Regions from separate parts of the Mus musculus genome. Here regions 1, 2 and 3 are each linked to region 4. The links are chromatin contacts, called in public Hi-C, HiCAR-type and HiChIP or PLAC-seq maps. All regions are on one chromosome and are shown on one strand. Each heading gives the region's core, a stretch centred on a gene start, on an enhancer-like site or on the middle of the called end of the contact. The rest is flanking DNA. Distances are from core to core; before and after follow the strand shown. Region 1 overlaps Sqor (sulfide quinone oxidoreductase). Region 2 holds the start of Sqor (sulfide quinone oxidoreductase). Region 3 holds the start of Serf2 (small EDRK-rich factor 2). Region 4 holds the start of Sord (sorbitol dehydrogenase).

Region 1 (3,014 bases), core at 428-2,927, 550 kb after region 4:
ACAAGATCCCTTACTATTTTGTTTCTCAGAGGCACTTCTACCAGCCAATCTGGACACTAGTGGGCGCGGGTGCCAAAGAGTTGTCCTTGTCAGTCCGTTCCACACTGAGTGTGATTCCATCCGGAGTGCAGTGGATTCAAGATAGAGTGGCGGAACTTAACCCAGACGAGAACTGTATCCGCACAGACAGTGGCAAGGAGGTAACCATTGGGGCTGCTGGGCTTTCTTGTTATCTGGGGGCGGCATCGCCATTTCCAAGCTGCACACCCTCAGAATGGAAGCTGGCACAGATGCCCATGTTTGTGTTTACAGCTGTGTGTTAAAAGCTGCATGACACGGCAGTGTATAGTATATGGAATAGGTGGAAGGATTAAGTGGTTTTGAACATTCACTGTGTGATACGGTGGACCTCATTGATTAGTACAGCATCTCCAGACTGAATTTTTGTTGAACAAATGTTATTTCTATGTATTGAAATAGCAGCTGCGTTTTCCCTTTCCTTTGAAGTAAGCTAGCATTTCTAACTGATATCTGGCTTTCCATAGGAGGCGAGTTTTGGGAAATATCTACTCAAGTCACAGTCCAGGCAACCTTCCAGACAATTAGGAGAGTCATGTGACTAAGGTTTGTCCCAGCACTAAGGGAACCAATGCTGCCAGAGGAGAGGTTCAGAAGTGCTTAGCACTAGTTAGAGGTAACCTTCTACATGAGACCCACAAGGTTTTTGACGGATCCACTGAAGTACAATGGTGAGACCACAGGCTCAGTATCAAGCTGCAATTTCATGTTTTCTATCTGCTGCTGAGCCCAGAACTGCAGCTGCCAATCAGTTCGTCAGGGAACTCACCCTTGCCACAGGCCCCTCCTCAGTGAGCTTGTTGTACAAAAGCCAGACCTTCCCTTACATCACAGGTCACCCCCAGAGGATGAAGGTTCCATTTTCTTCTTGCAGTCCTAGAACTAGCAAGGACCTCAGCAATGCTTGCTGGATGAGTGAATCTACAAACACTTTTAGCTGCTTGTGGAAAAATAGAGTTTTATGCAAGTAGACAGATAATAAAATCAGTCCTGATCTGTACTCTGTGCCATCCAGACAGTCGATACCTTGAATGTCTTGGTTCTGTAGGGAAGCCAACCATTAGAGGGCCTGGGATCTGTGGTGATGTCCTAAAGGGGAAACACAGGCATTCTGTAAAGGAATGATACTTTGCTCCACACATACTGTCTTAGTCAGGGTTTCTATTCCTGCACAAACATCATGACCAAGAAGCAGTTGGGGAGGAAAGGGTTTATTTGGCTTACACTTCCCTACTGCTGTTCATCACCAAAGGAAGTCAGGATTGGAACTCAAGCAGGTCAGGGATCAGGAGCTGATGCAGAGGTCATGGAGGGATGTTCTTTACTGGCTTGCCTCACCTGGCTTGCTCAGCCTGCTCTCTTATAGAACCCAAGACTGCCGGCCCAGAGATGGTCCCACTCACAAGGGGCCTTTCCCCCTTGATCACTAATTGAGAAAATGCCTTACAGCTGGATCTCATGGAGGCATTTCCTCAACTGAAGCTCCTTTCTCTGTGATAACTCCAGCTGTGTCAAGTTGACACAAAACTAGCCAGTACACATACCTTGGTGGTTTTATCAAAGTGTAATATCGATTATTTGTAAGGACTGGGCACCGACAAGCTTATGGGAGGGAGGTTAATGAAAGAATGAAGCCCTGCTAGAAAGAACACAACAACAACATCAACAAAGCAAAGCAAAACAAAACAACCCCTGGCCTGATCCCCCCAAAACCCCAAAAGGTTCAAGCCTTTTGAACAAAGTTCTAAGTCTGCTGACCCAAACCCGAAGGAATAGCAAAGCTTGTAGACTTGCCTTTTGAGCAATTCCAGAGAACGACAGAGACCTTGCCAGAAGGCTTAATATGGACAAAGATTCCCATTTCGTAAACGAGGTCGGGGTGGGGACAGGGAGAGAGATCCTGATGCTAAGAGCCTAGTAAATCAGCAGCCAAACCCTTGCAACACTCCAGGCTCACCAACTAAATAACTGTCACATAGCAATTTAGAAAGAGAAGCGTGCCAACAAAAGGTTCAAAGATGACAAACCCACCCTCAGCCAGCTACTAAGCTGTGCTGGCTCATACTGAACACGCAGGCCACATTTCCCCTTTTAATGTTCTTTAGAAAACAGTAACAACACTTCCTGAGCTTGCACCTGCAAAAGACAGCTCTAAGTGCTTTACAGGTTTCCGCTCATTGAGTGCTCAAAGCAGCTCACCAAGGCAGGTACCGTTCCCATTTCACAAATGAAGAAACCGAGACGTGCCTTCCTTACAAGTATTTACTACCCACCTTCTATGTCCTAGATGCTAGTCTGAAGACTGAACTTAACAACGAGAGAGTTTATCTCCTCCAGGAACGCAGTCTGATGGGAAAGATAAGGGTTTTAGGTAATAACACCAGAAATTATTAAGTCACAGCATGACAAGAACCAGTCAGGCTTGTTAGGTCGAGGAAGGTTTGCCTAAAGGAGTTCTTTCTTAGTTAAAGAATTAGTAGGCATTAATTAGGGTTAGAGGTAGGAGCTACATGCAAATGCCTTGGGGGCAGTGAGGGAGTATTGGAGGAAATGAGCCAGTGTGGCTAGAATACGGGGGTAGGAAGGAAAACACTGGAGTTCAGAGAAGAAATAAGGCTTGTGGTCTAGAACACAGACTCCCAAGGCAAGGGCGTCAGAGAGACAGTCTAGGTCATAGCAGTGCCCACAAGTCCACTTTTATTCTGGTGTCTGTGACAGGAGACACGATACTAAGAATAGAAGGATTTGGTAAATTGAATCCTGTTTGCTAAAGAACACTGATTAATTTATGCAGTCTGAAGAAGGCTCTCGAGGGACCTGCTACAAAATTAAAACTTGAACTTAAAGGCTCCCATCTGTGGTGAAAATTGCTAAGTGGGTGACAAGAATCATAATTCCAAAAGACTCAGAGTGGGAGGATGGATTAAAACCCACCA
Region 2 (3,438 bases), core at 872-3,371, 530 kb after region 4:
AACTTCCCAATGAGTCTCATAGTAGCTCGTGAGGATTGGTGTCTCTCTGGATGAGTGGCTATCACAAGTAGGAAGGTTTACTGGGGCAGAATAAACCACTTCTCTAGCTACACATTCACCCAAGGAAGCATTTGCTTCAGAGATGAGGGTGGGGCTTGTTTAATGGGCTCCAAGCAGGTGCATTTAAAGCAGCATGCCTGGAGAATCCCTCTGCCTTGCCCTTACTCCAGTGTCTTTGCTTTCTCCTTTTCCTTTCCACGCTCTATTGCTGCTCATTCCTGCTAGTGCCCTTCCTAGTATGGGTCTGCATGGCTTCCTGGGGGTCGCCAGTCTATATTTCCTTATGCCCGGATCTTCTTGGATAGGTATTTGTTCCTCACCATCATGCCCCCTCCCCCACTACACATCATGCCCCCTTCCCCCACCATGCTCCCCCCCAAGCTTTCTTGCCATCCTTTAATATTTCTCTTAGTTTCCCATCTCCCTGTCTGCACACTCACTACTCTGGAAACCTCATATGGATGGGAATCAAGTGTAGGTCCAGACAGTAGCAGCCACAGGGCTCACTTGACATTCAGCGGACAAGATGGAGAATAACCATCTGAGGAAAGAATGACTGGGCTGGCGAGATGGGTCAGCAGGTAAAGATGCCTGCCTGGTTCTAAGCCCGATGGTCTGGGATCCATCTGTTGGAGGACAGAATTGACTTTGGGAAGTTGACCTCTAACTTCCACCTGTGCCTCATGACACACATGTACACGTGCACACATGCACACTAAATAAGTAAATAAAATATTATAGAAAGAAAAAGGGGAATGCCAATGGAGTAACTTCTCAGTCTTAATGTCTGATGGGCAAGACACTGATGGAAAGAAGGGACTTCAGTGGGGTAATAGAACGATACATAGATGCCCCAGCGTGTGGGAACTATTCAGGACACGGCTTCCAACTCGATTCTCCAGCCATAGACCTCCAAACACCCTGCAAACAGACTGCCCTTGATTCATTCACAGGAACCAGGACTTCTTAATGAGGATGGAGAGGAAGGAGAGATGAAGAATAGTACGAATTGCTTTGGAAATATGTGTGTAGAGTTTTGCTTTTGTCAAAACTTTGGGCTACAATTGTTGGCACTTAGAGGGTGGAAATCAGGGTTATGTTCAGTACTATACAACAATTAACTGTCCTGAGGCCTGAACATTTTTTTCTGGTGCCCCGCCCCTTGCCTCAACTCTCAAGTATGTGAAACATTTTATTGATAAAATAAATTCAGTTTTAGTTTAGAGTATGGCAGACATTAAGGATTATTTTTACATAGTCTTAATACGCTGTTTCCAGCAATAGCTTTATCAGTAAATACAGATCACATTTGGTTTTGTTTCCAAGTTCTTTACCAGACTTACCTGTTGCTGCACAAAGTCACGGAAAATTACTAGGGAGGCAGTGTTGCAGGTGCAGGTGCCAGCAAGTGCCACCAGGCTTACCATCAAACCCGTAGTCCCTGTTTGCGACCAAGCAATTTTTCTATAGATCCTTCAGAGTGAAGACAGTTTGAAAGAAGTGACTCAAAAACTATTAAAATGCATATAATCAAACAAGTGCGAAAGAAACTTAGTTATGCTTAAAAAAAAAGTTGGTGGCATTTGCGTGTTCTTTGAGGTTTTTTTTTTTTTTTTTTTTTTTTAAGTTGAGGCCTTAGCAACTTTTAGGAACTGTATTTGTTTTAACACATGAAGCCGCGGTCTCTGGCTTGTGCCTTCAAACAGTCAGTCCTTAGAAGGGGCAGAACAGTGACTTGTCAGGCACCAAAAGAACAACTCCTAGGAGCCAGCAGGTTCCAGGGGAAGGTGCCGCGCGGTTCTGAGTAGAGGTGGCCTTGTCTGCACCCCAGGCGTAAGAAAAGCGTCTAGGCTGCGTGGGGACAGTCGCAGGACATGGGGAGCAAGGATCACCCATACCACCCATGCCTCCGGTGTCCGTGCCTGCTCCAAGGTGCGCATTCCCCTCCGGGTTTGTTGTTGGGTAGCGCCCTGGCGGCCTTTCCTCCTCCGGAGGTTGGGGGTGTGGGGGTGGTGGCTGTCCCCGCCCCTGGCCTTTGCCTCCCCGCCCCGGCGGCCAGGCGGGGCTATGCGAGGCCAGCGCTCCAGCGCCACAGTAGTTTCTGCTGCGCCAGCGCTGGGGCCCACGGTGTCGCTCAGCCCGGTAAGACGCACCCCACGACGCTGTTACCCTCCTATAGCCGCTCGCTGTCGCCCACCTCGGTTCTGTCTCCGCGCTCCCGGCCGCCCTTCTTCTTTTCCAACCCCTGACAGACTCCCCTTTGGTCTGGGACTCGGTGGACTTCAATGCTTTCTCCTTAGTGGCCCAGCCTCAGCGATGCAGAGAGGATGGCCCTGGCACCCTCTCCACCCACACAGCTTGGACGTGTGGTCTCGGTGCGTGGGAATTTCAGAAACGTTAGTTCCACTTGTTGTCTGTCACTCAGCACCTTGCCCTGCCTGCCGGGTGGGTTGAGACTGGCATTGATCTGGGGAGGTACCCAGGGCGCTGGGGGTGGGAGGTGGTCAGCGGAGAAGCACAGGCCAGGCTGATTGGCAATTAGTACAAGGGAGAAAAGGCTCTTTGGTGAAACTTTTCACCTTACTTTTACTTACTTCTCCGAGAGCCACCCCAGCTTCTAGGGCTCACAGACTGAAGCTGAGTCAGAGAGTTTGCACAGGCTGTAAACCTCTCCTCTGTAAACACAGCTTTCTGATCCTTTTTTTTTTTTTTTAAAACCTGCAGCTACCTCTGACAGTTCTGAGTTTGGGGGAAAACTAAGGACTCTTTCTTAGAAGATTTCCCTTTTTGCTTTAAACTTTATTATTTTATTTCATGTGTATAGTTAGTTCGTTTGCATGTATGCCTAATGCCCTGGAACTGGGGTTATAAGCTTTCATCTGGGTGCTGGGAACTGAACTCAATTCCTCTGGAAGTAAGCCCTCCGTAAGAGCTCTTAACCACTGAGCCATCTATCTCTCAAGAGACTTTTAAAAACATAAAATTTAAGGCAGGCTATGATGAAAGAAAACAGCCACTAAAGTATTTAAAAGAATGCCATATAAATTTAAAAAGCAAATAACTATTATAATTTTGAATAGCTCAGAATATAGAATTCAAGATATAGGCACTACCTGTAAACACATTTCTAAAACATCATAAATACTGCTAATATTGCTGTGGCCAGCTGCCTACACAGTCCTTGAAGAGAATGTTAAATTTCAAGTAGACATCAGTGGAAGGTGAAGATTTTTTTTTTCTTTCATTCAGATGAATGGACCTCAATTTAGATAGATACCCTGTTAGCAGAAAGGGTGTTGATTACTTGTTAGGCAACTTAGCTTCTTGGGTTTAACACTTTCTTGAACTACCACTATGTCCTCTATCCCCAGCTTCTTT
Region 3 (3,270 bases), core at 163-2,662, 790 kb before region 4:
TATTCCAGGCTCACTGGTCCTTGAACTTCCAGAAAATTCTCCCATCTCTACCTCTCTTCTCACTATGGGAGTAGTAGGATTACAGATAACACACCACCATACCTACCATTTTATGAGAGTTCATGGATCCAGTCCTGCGACCCCTTAATAAAGTTCCTTATGTAGTGGTGACCCCCAACCATAGAATTATTTTTTGTTTTTGTTTTTCGAGACAACAGCTGTGTAGCCCTAGCTGTCCTGGAACTCACTCTGTAGACCAGGCTGGCCTCGAACTCAGAAATCCGCCAAGTGCTGGGATTAAAGGCGTGCGCCACCACCGCCCGGCTAGAATTATTTTTAAACTGTAATTTTTCTATTATAAATCGTAGTGTAAATATCTGTGTTTTTCAGTAGTCTTAGGCGACTCTGGTGAAAGAGTGGAGTGAAGTCTCTGAATTCAGCTGCTTAGTGAAGGTACTGGACAGGATAAAGTGCCTCTGGTCAGCAGGAAACGCATCCTACTGTTCTGGTTCATGTTGGGGTTATTTCATGATAGTTTAGCAGAATTCCTGTTGTCTTGGACCTGGGAAGGGAGAGAAGGCTTAACTAATCTTTTCTACAGGGGGCGCGCGCATCTGTGATTCAGCAACCGAAAATAAAGATTTAGTTACCAGCCTGATTTCTCTTACAAACCAAATGTAAGGTTTAGGGGAAATGATACAATGTAGGCACGGTCGAGAGAGAGGAGAGAGGAGGAGAGAGGAGACAGAGAGACAGAGACAGAGAGAGAGAGAGAGAGAGAGAGAGAGAGAGAGAGAGAGAGAGAGAGAAAGAGAGAGATGCAAACTAATAAAATAGGAGCATTCCCTAATCTCGGTTCCTGAAGTAACTCCACAGTCAGATTCGGGTATGCTTCGTCACCCCCAAGGCACATTCAAAGTTTCTGTGGGCAGTCTTAAGTCCAGTTCAGTAGTGGAGATGTGCATGCAGGAGCTCTGGACTCAAGCTCTTGGGAAATGATTGCAGGATCACTTTATGACACACTAAAACTGGCTGCGCTTAGGGGCGAGGAAAGTGGAAAGGGGTTTCCTAATTGTCTGCGTATGTTTTCAGACAACTGTGGCAAGTGTTCGGCCAAGAGGCTCGGAGACCGGGGAACCGCACTAAGTTTAGCTCCAGAGAACTGATAGCACATAACCGGATGAACGACCTAGGAAATCCCGCCCTCACCCCGTCCCGTCCCCGCCCCGCCCCTCCCCCGCGTTCCTTCGGGGCGACTTTGTCAGTCAGTACCCTAAACTGTCCCACATGAGGTCACTTTGCCTAGTCACGTGCCCGGCCCCGTCGGAGCGCCACATCGCCAGCCGCACCCCTCCACCCCCCGGCCACGTGACCCGGCCTAGTTTCTACAGGCTGGGACCCAGCGCTCCGGGGAAGCCCCGCCCCGTGCCAGCGCTCCGCCCGCCGAGCTCCGCTCTTCGCCCTCCGGGACTGGCGCGTGGCACCGCACTCCACGTGTTTCCCCCTGCCCAATGAAAGCGGGCGCCCGGGCGTGAAGGGGCGGGAGGAAGAAGACGACTTGGTGGCGTCGCGCGAAGGGGGCGGGGCCTGCAACGTCGGCCCGAACGAGGGGGACGCAACGGAGGCAGGTTGGAGCCGCTGCCGTCGCCATGACCCGTGAGTGCTGGGACCTTTTCCTCTCTCCCTTTTCTTTCTGCTCTCGCTCCCCGCGCGCCCGGGTGCCGGCGTGTGCGTCCCCTCGGCTTCCCCGGCGGGCGGAAGGGTCTTTAGGGAGCGCTCTCCAGCTGCCTCCCGCCCAGCCGGAAGCGCAGCCCTCTGCACGCCGCCACTTGCGGAGACCCCTGTGTTGGGCGCGGGCCGCCGCCGGCTTTCCGCGCTGGGGAAGCCGGGTTCCCTGAGTGGTGGGCCCCGGCGCGTGCCCGTGAGGCCCCGGCGCGTCCCACACACCGCAGCAGCTGTCTGGGCCCCCGCGCCGCCTCAAACTTGACGCGCGCCGCCAGCAGTCTCGACCGCACCGTCCTCCCGCACCCCCAAGTTAACCTACCCCGGGCAGCCGAAGCCCCGCGATGGGGTCGGCGCTGCGGCGGGGGTTGGGGGGACGGTCGGGGTCCCAGTTGCGGGGAGGAGGGGCGCTGGTGTGTACGTGGAGCGGCTCCGGCGTCTCACTTTGTACCTTCTCTTCTTCTTAGGCGGTAACCAGCGAGAGCTCGCCCGCCAGAAGAACATGAAGAAGCAGAGCGACTCGGTTAAGGGAAAGCGCCGAGATGATGGGCTTTCTGCTGCCGCCCGCAAGCAGAGGTAGCCCCAGGGAGGGAAAAGGAAGGGTCGGGCCGGGACTGGACGGGGAGACCTGGGTTAGAGAAAGGGGTGTACCAGGAGAGAGAGCTATTGCAGGGTCCAAGTCTAGGTTAGATGTGAGGGGCAGAGTGCATTGCTTCCTCTAGGGTTTTATTTCCTCCCCACTCTAAATTGTTAGGTCACAGCCATACAGGAAGGGACTGGGGCGGGTCCCTGTCCGCAGGCTGATTTCTGCGGGCCTTAGTTCTGACCTTAAGGGCAAGGGCAGGGGCTTCACATATCAAGTGTAGTTGTTTTGACAGCCCAGTACTTTTGACCCTCCTTGCTGCTTGTCTCTCCTCCCTCTTCCCGACTTTCTCACTAGTGTTGTTGGGGTGTGGTACTTAGTACAGAATAGAGAGCCTTGGGCCTGAGCGGCCAGACTTCTGACCCCTTGGGCAACAGCCATATGGAGACTGATTGATTGCCTTTTGACCCTTAGCTCTGTTCCTCTTGTTCTCCTAGGGTGGGAATATAGCAGCCATATGCTGAACTTTGTCCCATCCACTTCCATCTTATCCTCTGTACCCTTCATCCCCTGCATCTTGTCCTTTTTGCCCTCTGGTACCTCCCAGTGCCCCATCATCTCTACCCCCAGGGACTCGGAGATCATGCAGCAGAAGCAGAAAAAGGCAAACGAGAAGAAGGAGGAACCCAAGTAGCCTTGTGGCTTCGTGTCCAACCCTCTTGCCCTCCGCCTGTGTGCCTGGAGCCAGTCCCACCATGCTCGAGTTTCTTCCTGTAGTGCTCACAGGTCCCAGCACCGATGGCATTCCCTTTGCCCTGAGTCTGCAGCGGGTTCCTTTTGTGCTTCCTTCCCCTCAGGTAGCCTCTCTCCCTCTGGGCCACTCCTGGGGGTGAGGGGGTTACCCCTTCCCAGTGTTTTTTATTCCTGTGGGGCACACCCCAAAGTATTAAAAGTAGCTTTGTAAT
Region 4 (3,483 bases), core at 82-2,581:
CCAAAGGGCAGCTCACAACCATCTGTAACTCCAGGTCCAGAAGATCCAGTTCGGTCTTATATCCTCCAGAGACACCATTCACCCAGTCGTGCACACACATACATTCAGGCAGACCACTTATTTATTTATTTATTTATTTATTTATTTATTTATTTATTTATTTATTTTGGTTTTTCGAGACAGGGTATCTCTGTGTAGCCCTGGCTGCCCTGAACTCACTCTGTAGACAAAAACAAAGACAATTTTTTTTGTTTTTTGAGACCGGGTTTCCTCTGTGTAGCCCTGGCTGTCCTGGAACTCACTTTGTATAGTGACTGGCCTCGAACTCAGAAATCCACCTGCTTCTGCCTCCAGAGTGCTGGGATTAAAGGCGTGCGCCACCACGCCCGGCTTCCACTCCCCCTTTCTTATTTGGTATCCGTCTCCATTAAGCTCTCCTCGCGTGCCAAACATCTCATTGCCTTCTTGTGAATAAATAAAACAGCCTCGGCGGGTTTTCTAGTGCACCAGGAGTTGCTGCTAAAGAATGTAAGACTCCGTTCCATCCTCACAGGGAGACATCAAGAGCTGAGAGCTCTGGTGATAATTCTCGGAAGACTAGTAGTAGGTATGATGCTGGAAAGAGCTCTGAGTTCAAGGCCAGCCTGGTCTAAAGAGCAAATTCCAGGCCAGCCAAGGCTACACAGAAGAAGGGAAAGGAAGGGAATGGATAGCTAAGGAAAGGGGCAGCAAGCTCCATCTCTAAAGTAAAAACCTGTTTGTCCTGACTGGGGAGCACTAAAGGCGGGATCTGGGCAGAAATCCGGCTGCCAATGGAAAGCGAGAAAGCCTTTAAAGAGAAAGGCTTGCAAATTCTGCCCTACAGCATCTTGATGCAGATGCATCAGGACCACGTGACACATACATTCCTTCTTTCACTCCTGCGAGTGTCAGGCCCTTTGTCGGTTGCTGGAAAGACAGCGGTTTTTTGTTTTGTTTTTGTTTTTTTTTTTTTTTTCAGAGCGCTCGCGGCGTCCTGCCTGCAGCAGCGCACTGTTCCCGTTAGTAACACAAAACACCCGCGCTCCACCTCAGACTTAAACTTGCTGTTCGAGGGGTGCTAGCCGGGTCTTCTGCAGCCACAAATCCCCCACGGCCTCCGTAGGCTGCTTTCTCTCTTTACTCTGGCTTGCTAAGTCTGAGTGAAGTCTCGTCCCCCGCCTCCCCCCTCCCACCTCGCGCGACCCCGCCTCCTGGCTGTCAAGTGCGCAGGCCCCGCCCCGGGCCCGCGCTTCGCCTTCTCTAGGCTCCGCCCCAGCCCCTTACTCCAGACCCTTGGCGGTTGGACGAGCAGAACCACCAGCTCCCCGCCGGGTCCAGCGGACACCTCGAAGCAAGAGAGCAACATGGCAGCTCCAGCTAAGGGCGAGAACCTGTCCCTGGTGGTGCACGGACCTGGAGACATCCGCCTGGTAAAAAGGGGAAGGAGTGTGGGAACTCAGGCAGTCACCCACCCAGCTCCGGTTTGCCCCTCTGGCAGGCTCAGCAGTGGTACCCACTCCCAAGTTCTGTTGCTCATAGAGCTGGCAGATAGCCCGTGCCAAGCACCCCTGACTGCCTGGGTTTACCCAGATCTCAGCTGGTTACCGGGAGGTGGGGGTGGGGTAATTGTTATCTATCTCTAGAGAGAGTTCTGGTCGCGTGCTCCCAGAGCCTAGACCGGGCGCCAGGCACGTGACCTGTGCCCAGGACCGTTGAAAACTAATCAAGCCTTCGACTCTAATAGCTGCAAACTCACACTGTTGTTATTGCTCTTCAGAAGGGTCAGAGGGAGACTTCCAGGATTAGGATCTACCCAGATCTTCTCTTGTAGACAGTGGAGGACAGAAAAAGGTGGCATGGTGGCATTTAAAAGCAGTGAAGTTTCTATTTAATCCTTTTTGTTTGGAACTGATAATATCCCATAGCAGAATTATTATCATGAGAGGGCCTAGCATTCAGTAAGTGTTAATAATGCATTTTAACTGGGGATATAGCCTGGTGCTTATCTCCTTTAGTCCACATCTGGATCACTACCTTGGAGCATTCATTCTGTTTACCTCTGCCTCTGGCTTTAAACTTAGTTCTGCCCCCTGAACCAAAGTTCAGACATTTGCCGAGTCATCTTTGTGGTCATGCCAAAGTTCCCTTGACAAAGTCCATCTCAGCGGGCATGCAGTTTGGAGATTGGATACCAGCCATCTCTCCTGCACCCTAGAGTCTGTCTCCTTCCCATTCAAAGAACATGTACCAGGAGAGACTCATTCAGATGAAGAGTTCTTGTCTGTTTAATAGCCTGTCCTCAGTGGTTTATCTGTGGTTGCAGACTAAGCATTTTCTGAGTTCCTTAACTCTTCCACCTGTAGACTTCTGTGGATTCCAAACCAAGAATCGTTGTGGTTCCCAAGATGGTAGCCTTGGTTAGTTAACAGCCAAGACAAGAACTCAGTCAGATTCAAATTCAATTTCTAGTGCTCTCTCCAATCACATTTGAACATCTACTCAACATCCTGCATTAAAATTAAAGAGACACAGTGATTTGTGATTCTCATTCTCTCTCTCTCTCTCCCCCCCCCCCCCCCGACAGGGTTTCTCTGTGTAGTTCTGGCTGTCCTGGAACTCACTTTGTAGACCAGGCTGGCCTTGAACTCAGAAATCCATCTGCCTCTGCCTCCCGAGTGCTGGGATTAAAGGCGTGTGCCACCACTGCAATGCCACACAGCCACAGTTTGGTCTTTCCATGGAGGATGGGTTGGGCAACTGAGGCTTAGCTTCCATTTGAGTGGACTAGGGGCAGGGTCTGCTGATAAAAACCCTTGCCTCCTGAGCTCACATTCTTTGGAATTCTTTGGAGAAACACCCATTCCTAATATCTAAAGCAGGATTCCAACAGGGCTTGAAGGGAAAGAGAGCTTAGGCTTTCCCAGAGATGCTTTCCCAGCCACCAGTAAGTCCAGAAACTGGCCTATGTCCAGGGCATAGCTCTAGAAAAACAGGAGTTGAGCCACTTTGCTGAGACAAGCAGGAAGGAAACCTAAGACCCAGCCTGGCCTCTGGCTGCCTGGGAGACTGGATTCCCTTTTCCCTACTACAGTAATTGAAGTTTTCTCACACTTAGTGTCAACACAGAGTGTGTAATTTGGGTGATAAATGAGAGAGGGGATGTGTTGCTATGTAGCAGCTTACACAGGTACATATTAGGAAGGACTGGCAAGTGAGCAGACAAATGCTAGAAGACTGGGCGTGTGTGCAGATGTATTAGGATAGGCCGGTAGGTTTCCTTCATAATGAGGGAATATATATATATATATACACACACATACACATACACTGTCTTCAGACACAGAAGAGGGCATCAGATCTGATTACAGATGGCTGTGAGCTACCATGTGGTTGCTGGGAATTGAACTCAGGACCTCTGGAAGAGCCGTCGGTGCCATCTCTCCAGTTTATTTTATTTTTATT

Evidence for each region. Hi-C and Micro-C count contacts between places; a contact is called where the count stands out from the background. HiCAR-type assays count read pairs that join an accessible place to other places. HiChIP or PLAC-seq counts read pairs in DNA pulled down with a chosen protein or histone mark.
Region 1: a Hi-C map of liver shows a contact between it and region 4, with 2.2 times the contacts expected there. The contact joins the enhancer-like site here to the promoter of Sord in region 4. A contact is called at or near these places in 4 of 39 promoter capture datasets (the 3T3-L1 cell line, hippocampal neurons, liver and 1 more) and 1 of 484 Hi-C or Micro-C datasets (liver).
Region 2: a contact with region 4 is called in a HiCAR-type map of kidney, with 3 times the contacts expected there. The contact joins the promoter of Sqor here to the promoter of Sord in region 4. A contact is called at or near these places in 8 of 39 promoter capture datasets (the 3T3-L1 cell line, 3T3-L1-derived adipocytes, frontonasal cranial neural crest and 5 more), 1 of 15 datasets of contacts at CTCF or cohesin (large pre-B cells), 3 of 484 Hi-C or Micro-C datasets (embryonic stem cells, palatal mesenchyme and uterus), 4 of 115 datasets of contacts at active chromatin or transcription factors (embryonic stem cells, kidney, large pre-B cells and 1 more) and 2 of 9 other capture datasets (adipose tissue and liver).
Region 3: a contact with region 4 is called in an HNF4G HiChIP or PLAC-seq map of pancreatic cancer cells. The contact joins the promoter of Serf2 here to the promoter of Sord in region 4. A contact is called at or near these places in 2 of 115 datasets of contacts at active chromatin or transcription factors (embryonic stem cells and pancreatic cancer cells).

Annotation. Positions count from the first base shown.
Region 1 is chr2:122,787,429-122,790,442 of GRCm38.p6, forward strand. Sqor (sulfide quinone oxidoreductase) reads left to right here. Exons shown (of 10, transcript NM_001162503.1): 3 at 30-200. Among named protein-coding and RNA genes, the nearest start is that of Sqor, 24 kb to the left of the region's middle. Within about 2 kb of position 1,678, at least 27 of the 459 cell types and tissues checked have an H3K27ac peak or open chromatin away from gene starts, as enhancers often do. A contact at or near this core is called in liver, where this site is marked.
Region 2 is chr2:122,763,238-122,766,675 of GRCm38.p6, forward strand. Sqor (sulfide quinone oxidoreductase) reads left to right here and starts at 2,122. Exons shown (of 10, transcript NM_001162503.1): 1 at 2,122-2,202.
Region 3 is chr2:121,447,786-121,451,055 of GRCm38.p6, forward strand. Serf2 (small EDRK-rich factor 2) reads left to right here and starts at 1,413. Exons shown (of 3, transcript NM_011354.3): 1 at 1,413-1,656; 2 at 2,190-2,298; 3 at 2,936-3,270. The coding sequence starts at 1,650. The coding sequence ends at 2,999.
Region 4 is chr2:122,233,508-122,236,990 of GRCm38.p6, forward strand. It overlaps Sord (sorbitol dehydrogenase), which reads left to right and starts at 1,332. Exons shown (of 9, transcript NM_146126.4): 1 at 1,332-1,451. The coding sequence starts at 1,386.